Linked DNA regions of Ovis aries: region 2 is linked to region 1. A link is a contact called in public Hi-C data. All regions are on one chromosome and are shown on one strand. Each heading gives the region's core, a stretch centred on a gene start, on an enhancer-like site or on the middle of the called end of the contact. The rest is flanking DNA. Distances are from core to core; before and after follow the strand shown. Region 1 has its middle 62 kb from the start of CCN6. Region 2 overlaps FYN (FYN proto-oncogene, Src family tyrosine kinase).

Region 1 (4,562 bases), core at 1,246-3,745:
GTAAAATAAAAACAAGGGTCGGAGGGTTATTTCACTTGGAGAGGATCCCAGGAAGCAGCAAGGCACTCATCAGGTGTAGCAGATGTGGTCCAGAAAAGAGATGAGCCAGAGCAAATCCATCTGAAGGGCCTGATCCTTGTTGACAGCTGGCCTGAAAGACATGCCAGGATTCCTCCACCCTCTGAAACTGATCTGCCACCACTGCACCATCACCTTCGTATGTTAACAATTTCTTTACTTACCAAATACATATAAAGGACAGAAAATTTTTACATTAAATAACATTTATTGAACTCACCTTTAATATAGAGAAGTATGAAGAGAGAAATAAAAAGATAGGCTATAATCTCTCTTTTGGTAAAATAAATCAATGACCAAACCTATCCATGGTCACAAAATACAGATATATGGAAAGGCCTAATTCATGATTTATTTATTCATTTCCTGATTGCTGGACACATTCTGTTTATCCCCCTACCCCAACCTCTTACATTTTTTTTTTTTTTTGGTATTATAAATTTTGCTGCTATGAAAATCCTTGTATTAACATCTTGGTGAACTTTCATTCAGATAATGAGTAAGTGGGTGAAAGTCACTCAGTCATGTCTGACTCTTTGCGACCCCATAGACTATAAAGTCCATGGAATTCTCTAAGCCAGAATACTGGAGTGGGTAGCCTTTCCCTTCTCCAGGGGATCTTCCCAACCCAGGGATCAAACCCAGGTCTTCCGCATTACAGGCAGATTCTTTACCAGCTGAGCCACCAGGGAAGCCCAAGAATACTGGAGTGGGTAGCCTATCCCTTCTCCAGCAGATCTTCCCGACCCAGGAATCACACCAGGGTCTCCTGCATTGCAGGCAGATTCTTAAGCAGCTGAGCTACCAGGGAAGCCCTATTCAGATACAAAGAGGGCAAATTCTGAACACTAAGAAGTTAATAGAAATGTGTAACAATCATGGTAGGTCATAGCTACCTTTTACTAAACAACTACTTTGAGCCAAGAAAAGTTCTAGATGTTATTTTTAAAGTTAATAATTAATTAGTTAATTTGTCTGTGCTGGATCTCAGTTGTGGCATTCATGATCTTTTAGCTGTGGCACACGAATTCTTAGTTTGTGGCATGTGGAACCTGGTTCCTTGGTCAGGGATCAAACCTGGGCCCCCTGCATTGGAAGTGTGGAGTCAGCCACTGGACCACCAGGGAAGTCCCCAGGTATTACTTTTAATCCTCACCATAACCTGCAAAGTCATTGACTTCATGGTCACGGGGGAGGGTGACCTGAAATTCAGGCAAGGGGAAGGTCTTGCCTCAGGTAACAGCTGCCAAGGACAGAGCTGGAATTCAGTTGCAAGTCCTTCTGACTTGAAACTGACGTGGCCACCTTAAGGTTACAAATACCATTCGAGAGGAGATTATCAAACTTATGAACATGGGAGAGGGGAGGAGAGGGTGAGATGTAAGGAAAGAGTAACATGGAAACTTATATTACCATATGTAAAATAGATAGCCAATGAGAATTTGCTGTATGGCTTAGGAAACTCAAACAGGGGCTCTGTATCAATCTAGAAGGGTGGGATGGGGTGGGAGATAGGAGAGAGGTTCAAAAGGGAGGGAATATATGCATATTTATGGCTGATTCATGTTGAGGTTTGACAGAAAACAACAAAATTCTATAAAGCAATTATCCTTCAATTAAAAAAAACAAACAAACTGGAAGGTCCTTGGCCATCTCCTTGTCTAAAGCTTTCAATTCTAGCCATGGCAGGGAGTCTTCAAGGTCAATGTTGTGCCAAAGGCCGCAGAGCTAGGTTGAACCCAGGCCCTGCCTTCCGAGATGGAGCCTTCCAAGTTCACTGCTGGGTTTGCATGTTGGGGACCACAGATGGCCTTCTTCCAAGGAAAAGCTTGTGTGAAGCCTAGGACTTCAGAGCTGCTCTGTTTGAGCAGGAGAAGGTCCAGTGCCCACCTCTCCCTGTTCTCTTTCTAACTCTGTCTTGGAACCTCTGGGGAACACAGTTTGACAACCACCGGTTTATACCACGGCTGGCTTCTGCAGGCAGAGTTAATTATCCTTGTGGTACTGTGTTCCTCCCCATGGCTATGTAGTGCCTGGGGCCCCTTGGGTTCCCTTGGCCTCATCCTCCTGTCTGGTGGCGGCCTTATGATGGTGCCAGTTCATGCTTCTTGCCTGTTGGACCGTCTATTACAGATGCATTTAGGACCCTGGGGTTGTAAAAAGCCACTATTACTAATCCTAGAAGAAGAGAGGAAAACATATAAGAAAGAAGAAATAATCAAAACAGTTTAAAATGTGAAACTATCTTCTTCTGCCTGGGGTGGTGTGGGCAGAGACGTACAGCTGCTAAACTGACAAGTGCGATAAGTGTTTTTAGGCCGGATGTACCACAAGAAGAAGAGTGAAAACACCAGGAGCCGTGTGTCTATAGAGGAAGCCAAACAGGAAATTTGATGTGAGTCATTGGAACACAGACCGCGCAGAGGGGCGTGTGGCTTCATCAGAGATGAAGCGCATGGTGCTGTGTCGTTTAGGGCAGCGGGTGGGAGAAAGCACATTGGCGGGATCTAAGACAGAGACGCGGGGCGGCTGGGTGTACCTAAAGCTGAAATGAACAGATTCTGCTGCTGGAGGCGGGACAGTTTAGGAAATCGGAAATGAACTTCAGCTTCAGGCTCTGTGAGATGAGCCTATACTGACGCACAAGGAGTAATGCGAGGAGTTCTGTGTCTGAGGTGCTGTAAAAACCTTCAGCAGACCATGTGACCTCAGCTCATTTTCTGGTCATTTATCCAACAGTTTCTGTCACCTGCACCATGGGGGTGGGGAGGCAGCATCTTCATCCTTGCAGGTAGGCATAGAGTAATCAGAGCTACACAAGGTCAAGCAGGTCTTCCGTTCAGTGAGACCACCATTTGACAAGAGTGAGGCTGCCTGCACCCTTGGACCCTGGGTGGAGTGGGTGGGTGGGGGTCCCATGGCCCCTGGTCTCTACTCTACCTGGCTTCCCACACATGCAGGAGGTAAGGCGGAAGGTTGGGCACAGGTGATCTAGGCTGTGATGCCATCTGAAAACTGGAGCACCCTGAACACTGAGAGAGCCCAGGGGTCCTTTTCTCCAAAGAGGAATTCTGGACACTACCTCTTGTTCATATCAGCTCCCCTTTCAGCCTCAAAACTGACAGCTTTTGTAGGCCCATGGATTCCAGCTTGTGATACCAGTAAGAGGAGGTCCAGGTGATTTTGAAGGTGTTTGAGTCATTTCCCACAAGGACATTAACAAATGCTGTAGGATGAAACAAAGGCAGAGAAGGGAAGAGTCCAGGATTTGGACTCTAGAGAGGAGGCTTTGAGAGCCTCTCTTGCCACTGGACTCTTGGGCTTCATTTTTGTCTCTTTCCTCTCCTGTTACATAAAGAGGCTGGACTATGAGATGACTGAGGCTATTCCCACCAACCTTGGTGGCAGGACACTGTCTCCTGACTGCTCCCCACTCCTTGGGTCTCTCTCCTCTCCTGGACACCTCATATCTTCCTAAGACTAATCTGACTGCGTGCCAGCTACAGCACTGTTCATAATGCGTAATGGATACAAATTGCTCAATGCTATGGGGAAATAGATGGGGAAACAGTGGAAACCGTGTCAGACTTTATTTTGGGGGGCTCTAAAATCACTACAGATGGTGATTGCAACCATGAAATTAAGACGCTTACTCTTTGGAAGGAAAGTTATGGCCAACCTAGACAGCATATTAAAAAGCAGAGACATTACTTTGTCAACAAAGGTCCATCTAGTCAAGACTATGGTTTTCCAGTGGTCATGTATGGATGTGAGAGTTGGACTGTGAAGAAAGCTGAGCACCGAAGAATTGATGCTTTTGAACTGTGGTGTGGAGAAGACTCTTGAGAGTCCCTTGGACTGCAATTAGATCCAACCAGTCCATCCTAAAGGAGACCAGTCCTGGGTGTTCACTGGAAAAGCTGATGCTGAGGCTGAAACTCCAATACTTTGGCCATCTCATGCGAAGAGTTGACTCATTGGAAAAGACCCTGATGCTGGAAGGGATTGAGGGCAGGAGGAGAAGGGGATGACAGAGGATGAGATGGCTGGATGGCATCATCGACTTGATGCACATGAGTTTGGGTGAACTCTGGGAGTTGGTGATGGACAGGGAGGCCTGGCATGCTGTGATTCATGGGGTCACAAAGAGTCTGACATGACTGAGCGACTGAACTGAACTGAACTGATGGGGTAAATGATCTTTTCTCTACCTTACAGGTGGAAGAATCGAGGCACAGAGAAATTATGTAACCAGTTCAGGGTCACATAGGTAGGAAGTGGCCAAGCTGAAGCAGAAACATACTGCCTCTAAAGTCATTCAAAAATGGGTAAAGGACTTGAATGGACATTTCATCAAAAGATATACCAATGGTCAATAAGCACATGAAAAGATGTTCAACACCATTAATCATTAGGAAAATGCAAATAAAAACCACAATGAAATACTCCTCTAGACTCATTAGAATGGCCATTATCAGAAACCT
Region 2 (4,562 bases), core at 1,301-3,800, 240 kb before region 1:
TCAGGTTGACAACATCGTGCTTTTGTTATACAAGTTGGAGAAAGCCAGAACTACCTTCTCTAGGTTAGGGTAACATCATTTCATCCTGGAGCTTACTCTCTATTTTTAACATTAGATCTCTAGCCCACTCCTCACTCTGAATAAAAACAAACATAAGCCCCAAACTGCTGACACGGTACAGCTGAAGTGCATTTTTCTATTGAGAGAATTATGATTTTTAGAGTTGAAAAGAACAATTCTTCCAAGTGTGTTCGCAGGCATTTTAAATTGTAAAGGACAAATGTTCCAAAGTGGCAGCATCTTCTCCTTTCAAGTTATTTCTGAAGCCTGATAAATGTGGTAGGAAAAGCTTATCATGCCCCTTTCCCAAATACACATTCCTAAGCGTGCAAAACTAAGGAGTACTATGAAGCAAACAATCAAACTCAGACTTTTGGCCTAATTCTTAAAACTGGATATTTATTACTTATACTTCCACAAAAAGATCAAAGCAAAACTGTGAAACAGAATGTAGCATAGTGTTGGCTGAATATCTTATTATTGAATTTGGGAACTGTTATTAATTTTATTAGCAAAACTCTGTGATCTTGGCAAGTTATTTATCCTTTCCAGAGTCTCAACACCATCCATCCATCCAACAAGTATGTCCTGACTATCTACTAGGTGCCTGGACCTCACTGAACTGAAAAGGCAAATAAGCTATTGTCTCAGCACTGGAGCAGCTTTTCATAAAACAAGTACACAAACAATTCTATGCAAGATAATGTCACTTGGAAGTTACACAGTGCTCACAGGAGCTTGTGTATGTGTGTTAGTCGCTCAGTTGTGTCTAACTCTTTGTGATCCTGTGGACTGTAGCCTGCCAGGCTCCTCTGTCCATGGAATTCTCCAGGCACGGATACTGGAGTGGGTTGCCATTCCCTTCTCCAGGGGCTCTTCCTGACCCAGGGATTGAACTCGGGTCTCCAACATTGCAGGCAGATTCTTTACCATTTGAGCCACCAGGGAAGCAGAGAAAAAAAAAATTACTTTCAGTGGAGGAATCAGTCAAGGCTTTATTGAGAAAAGCATTTAAATTATCACTTGAGAAAGAATCAAGATTTATAAATATAGAAATGGATTGGGACATTCCTGGCCTCTGGGACTTTTAGAGCAAAGATGGGCATCAAGGAGTCAGAGGGGCATGAAAGACATTTATTAGGGAAGAGTGATGGATCCACTAGGTGGCGCAGGGTCTGAGGTATGGGGAGGTTGCTGCCAAGTGCAGATCGCCAGCCAAGGGAGAGGGACGCACTCAATCTGGAGCGTGAAAGAAGCCCTGAAGAGCTCTGAGCTAGCGTGACTTGGTCTGATAGCTCTCTGCAGGGTGGCCCAGTCCAGGGAGCTCCTGGATGAGGGACGCACAGCTAGGAAGAGGTTTTAGTGGTATAGGCCATGTTAATGAATGAATCTTGATTTAGGAAGCTGGGGGCGAGGGAAGGATGGAGCGATAGACAGAGCTGATAACTGGTAGAATGGGACTGGGAAGTATAGTTCATTTTTAACATTCTAGTTGACACATTCCAGTATTTTACAGTTAAGCATAAGTGAGCGATATTGTTAACCTGAATGCCAGCAAAAATAGCTTTGGGTGAAATTCAATCCCATTTCCATATTTGAAATCTCAACCTCGATTGATCTTATGAAAACACTGGTTCTATGGAAAAAGTGTCTAGGAATGCTAGATGTAAAAAACAACAAAAGCCAATTAGGTATTCCTACTACAGTGTTTCAGCATTTGGTCTGATCTGACCCTTCATAAAGGATGATTTCAGAGGACGCATAGTCAGCCCTCTTTCTGTTTTGACAGGAATCAGAGAAATGTGGTTCTTTATGAATCTCAGTAATCTAACATCCAAAAGACCTTTCATAATCCTTGAGGAACAAGGTAGAAAAATGTGGGCTGGCTATCAGGACAGCTAATGGCATTGATCATTGGTCATCTACCTAGAAGATGACCTCAGGGATATAACACAGGGCCTGAGATCTTTAACCTTGCCAACATCTTAGATGAAGATAGGGAAAATCTGCTTGACAAAATGCTCAGATGAAGTGAACTTTGGGAGGGATAGAAATGTTGCAGGTGATAAGCTCAAGACACAAAAATATCTTGATGGGTTAGAGTAACTAATAGGCCAGAACTGAGATGATAAAAATTAGTGAAGGAAAAAAATGTTGCATAGGGCAGGATGAGGGGTATGGTTTAGCAGCAGCATGTGTGAAAAAGACTGAGGGGGTGGTGTGTGCTGAAAATAATTTCAATTTGAGTCAATTGTTTGATATGCCTGCTTAAAAGCCAGTGTGACCTAATGAGGTATTTACTGAAAAATAGCATGAAATCTGGTAGCACTTAAGTTGAGGTTCCAAGAATATTTAGAAATGTGGGTGCTTTTGATATAAGTATGTTGGGTAATGTTGCTTCACAAACTTAGCTTGACTTAACCAAGGAGAGAGGTTTTGCTGGTTACCGTGGAGGTCCTCCCTTAGTGAGGCTGAGCTAAGGAGGTTAACAGACCACAATTAAGGGGTGCTAAACCACAGGAGGCTGCTGTTACCCATTCTGAGCTAGTCTGAACTTGGAGTATTTAAACTGCAATCATAATGAAATACTCGGTGCCACAAGAGACCAAGTTAAAAGGGCAACATTGTCTCAGTATTCCTTCTTAAATACATTGCTAAGAAAGGTTAAGATACTACCTGCACTGTCTGTCTGAAGGTGGGACTCTTCAACCTCCTGAACAGTCCTGGGTCCCAAGGGGACTGTGCTTTCTTGGTGGTTGGAGAGGATGCTGAGGGCAAGCGGGTGGAGTGCTCATGACTTACAGCCAACTTTTGCAAGCACAATAGGGTACTGTTCCCATGGGGAGGAGATTTTCTGACACCTTTTACTACCTTCCCTCAGTGTATAAACTGTGGACTTGGACTTCCAAACCAACACTTACTTTATGTCAGCAAATGAAGGGCAAGTCTCCCCCTGTTCTTCATTGCTGCTGTTTAGTCCCTCAGTCGTGTCTGACGCTTTCATGACCCTATGGACTGTAGCCCACCAAGCTCCTCTGTCCATGGGGGTTCCCCAGGCAAGAATACTGGATTGGGTTGCCATTTCCTTCTCCCTTAGAAAGGGAGAAGAAGGGTTCTCCATTAGAAACACAGAAATCATGCTGGCTAATTTCTAAACAAAGTTGGATTTTTTTTTAAACAGGAAATTTGCTCCTGTGTGTTATTCTCCTTCCTTACGCAGAGCGGCCTTCAGAAAAGGACCACATGGGCCTTGATTCTAAGCACACACTCTTGCATTAAGCACATGCCTAGAACAATACGCAAGGGCCATGGTATCTCATCACAATGGCCTCCCGAGAGAGAGAGAGAGAGAGAGAGAGAGAGAGAGAGAGAGAGAGAGAGAGAGAGAGAGAGAGAGAGGGGGAGAGAGAGAGAAAGAGAGAGAGAGGGAGAGGGGGAGAGAGAGAGAGAGAGAGGAAGGGAGGGAGGGAGGGAGGGAGAGAGAAATCATTACATACTGTGGTCAGTGGGTTTTGACCTCCATGTAAGATGTTTTCTTGAGGGGCTTCCTTAAAAATTATCCAATAAAATATTCCTTAAAAACACATGTACACAAACACCCATGTATATATGTATGTGAAATCTGAAATCTCTCAAGCCATGACTACATAGAATCCAGAACTTGTCCATAAAACAGTAACTAAGATATTGGATGGATGGGGAATTGTATGGGGAAAAACTAATAAAAAAAATGAAAATTGCTTTGCTTAGAGAAGAAGACATTTTAAGCAGTCTTTAAAAACCTGATTTGTGGTTATAAGAAGGGATATTTTCTTATGACTCATTTTAATAATGAGAACTTCCCAAAGTTGGTAGAAGGTATTTTGACACTAGAGATTTCTAGAAGAATTTGGATAAAGATATTGGTTGAACTAGATGAACTTTGAGTCTCCTTCAAGCATAGCAGCTCTATGGTTTTATGATCCCCTTGAAATATCCCAGTGTTGAGGCTAAGAAAGTAATCAGAAGGTGAATGCCTTGGGGGCAAGGCTTCTGAGAAGTTGGATTAACCTAGACGCTTAAGGAAGGAATCTGTGTTCTGAGACAAAGAGGACAACGCCAGTGAAGAGCTCTTTAATACTCTTTCCGGTAAATGGATATAACCATGTACAGAGCAAATCATCAGAATCAAAAGGACAACGTTATAAACACAGTGAGAGATTTTTAACAATACTTCTCTTAGTGATTGATTAAGTATATAAAAATTTTGAACTATACAATTAAGAGGCATAATCTAATGGGTATATTTAGAACTCTATCTCCCCCAGTCCCATCAGAGAATATGCATTTTTAAAAAACATTTCATGGAATTTTTCAAAAAAATTGATCACATACTAGACTATGAACCAAATCTCAAAAAATTTTGTGAAACTAGTATCATACTAACAACATTCTCTGAACAACAAGAAAATTTTTAAAGTTAGATGCCAAAACAAGATGATTACTAAAAACTCTCATTTGTT

The links. A called contact is a pair of places that touch in the nucleus more often than the background predicts.
Region 2: a Hi-C map of muscle shows a contact between it and region 1, with 2.0 times the contacts expected there. The contact joins two enhancer-like sites. A contact is called at or near these places in 3 of 16 Hi-C or Micro-C datasets (blood, liver and muscle).

Annotation. Positions count from the first base shown.
Region 1 is chr8:25,759,289-25,763,850 of ARS-UI_Ramb_v3.0, reverse strand. No RefSeq gene overlaps it. Among named protein-coding and RNA genes, the nearest start is that of CCN6, 62 kb to the right of the region's middle. Within about 2 kb of position 2,495, at least 13 of the 54 cell types and tissues checked have an H3K27ac peak or open chromatin away from gene starts, as enhancers often do.
Region 2 is chr8:26,002,934-26,007,495 of ARS-UI_Ramb_v3.0, reverse strand. The region is part of intron 3 of FYN (FYN proto-oncogene, Src family tyrosine kinase); the gene reads right to left. Among named protein-coding and RNA genes, the nearest start is that of FYN, 120 kb to the right of the region's middle. Within about 2 kb of position 2,550, at least 5 of the 54 cell types and tissues checked have an H3K27ac peak or open chromatin away from gene starts, as enhancers often do.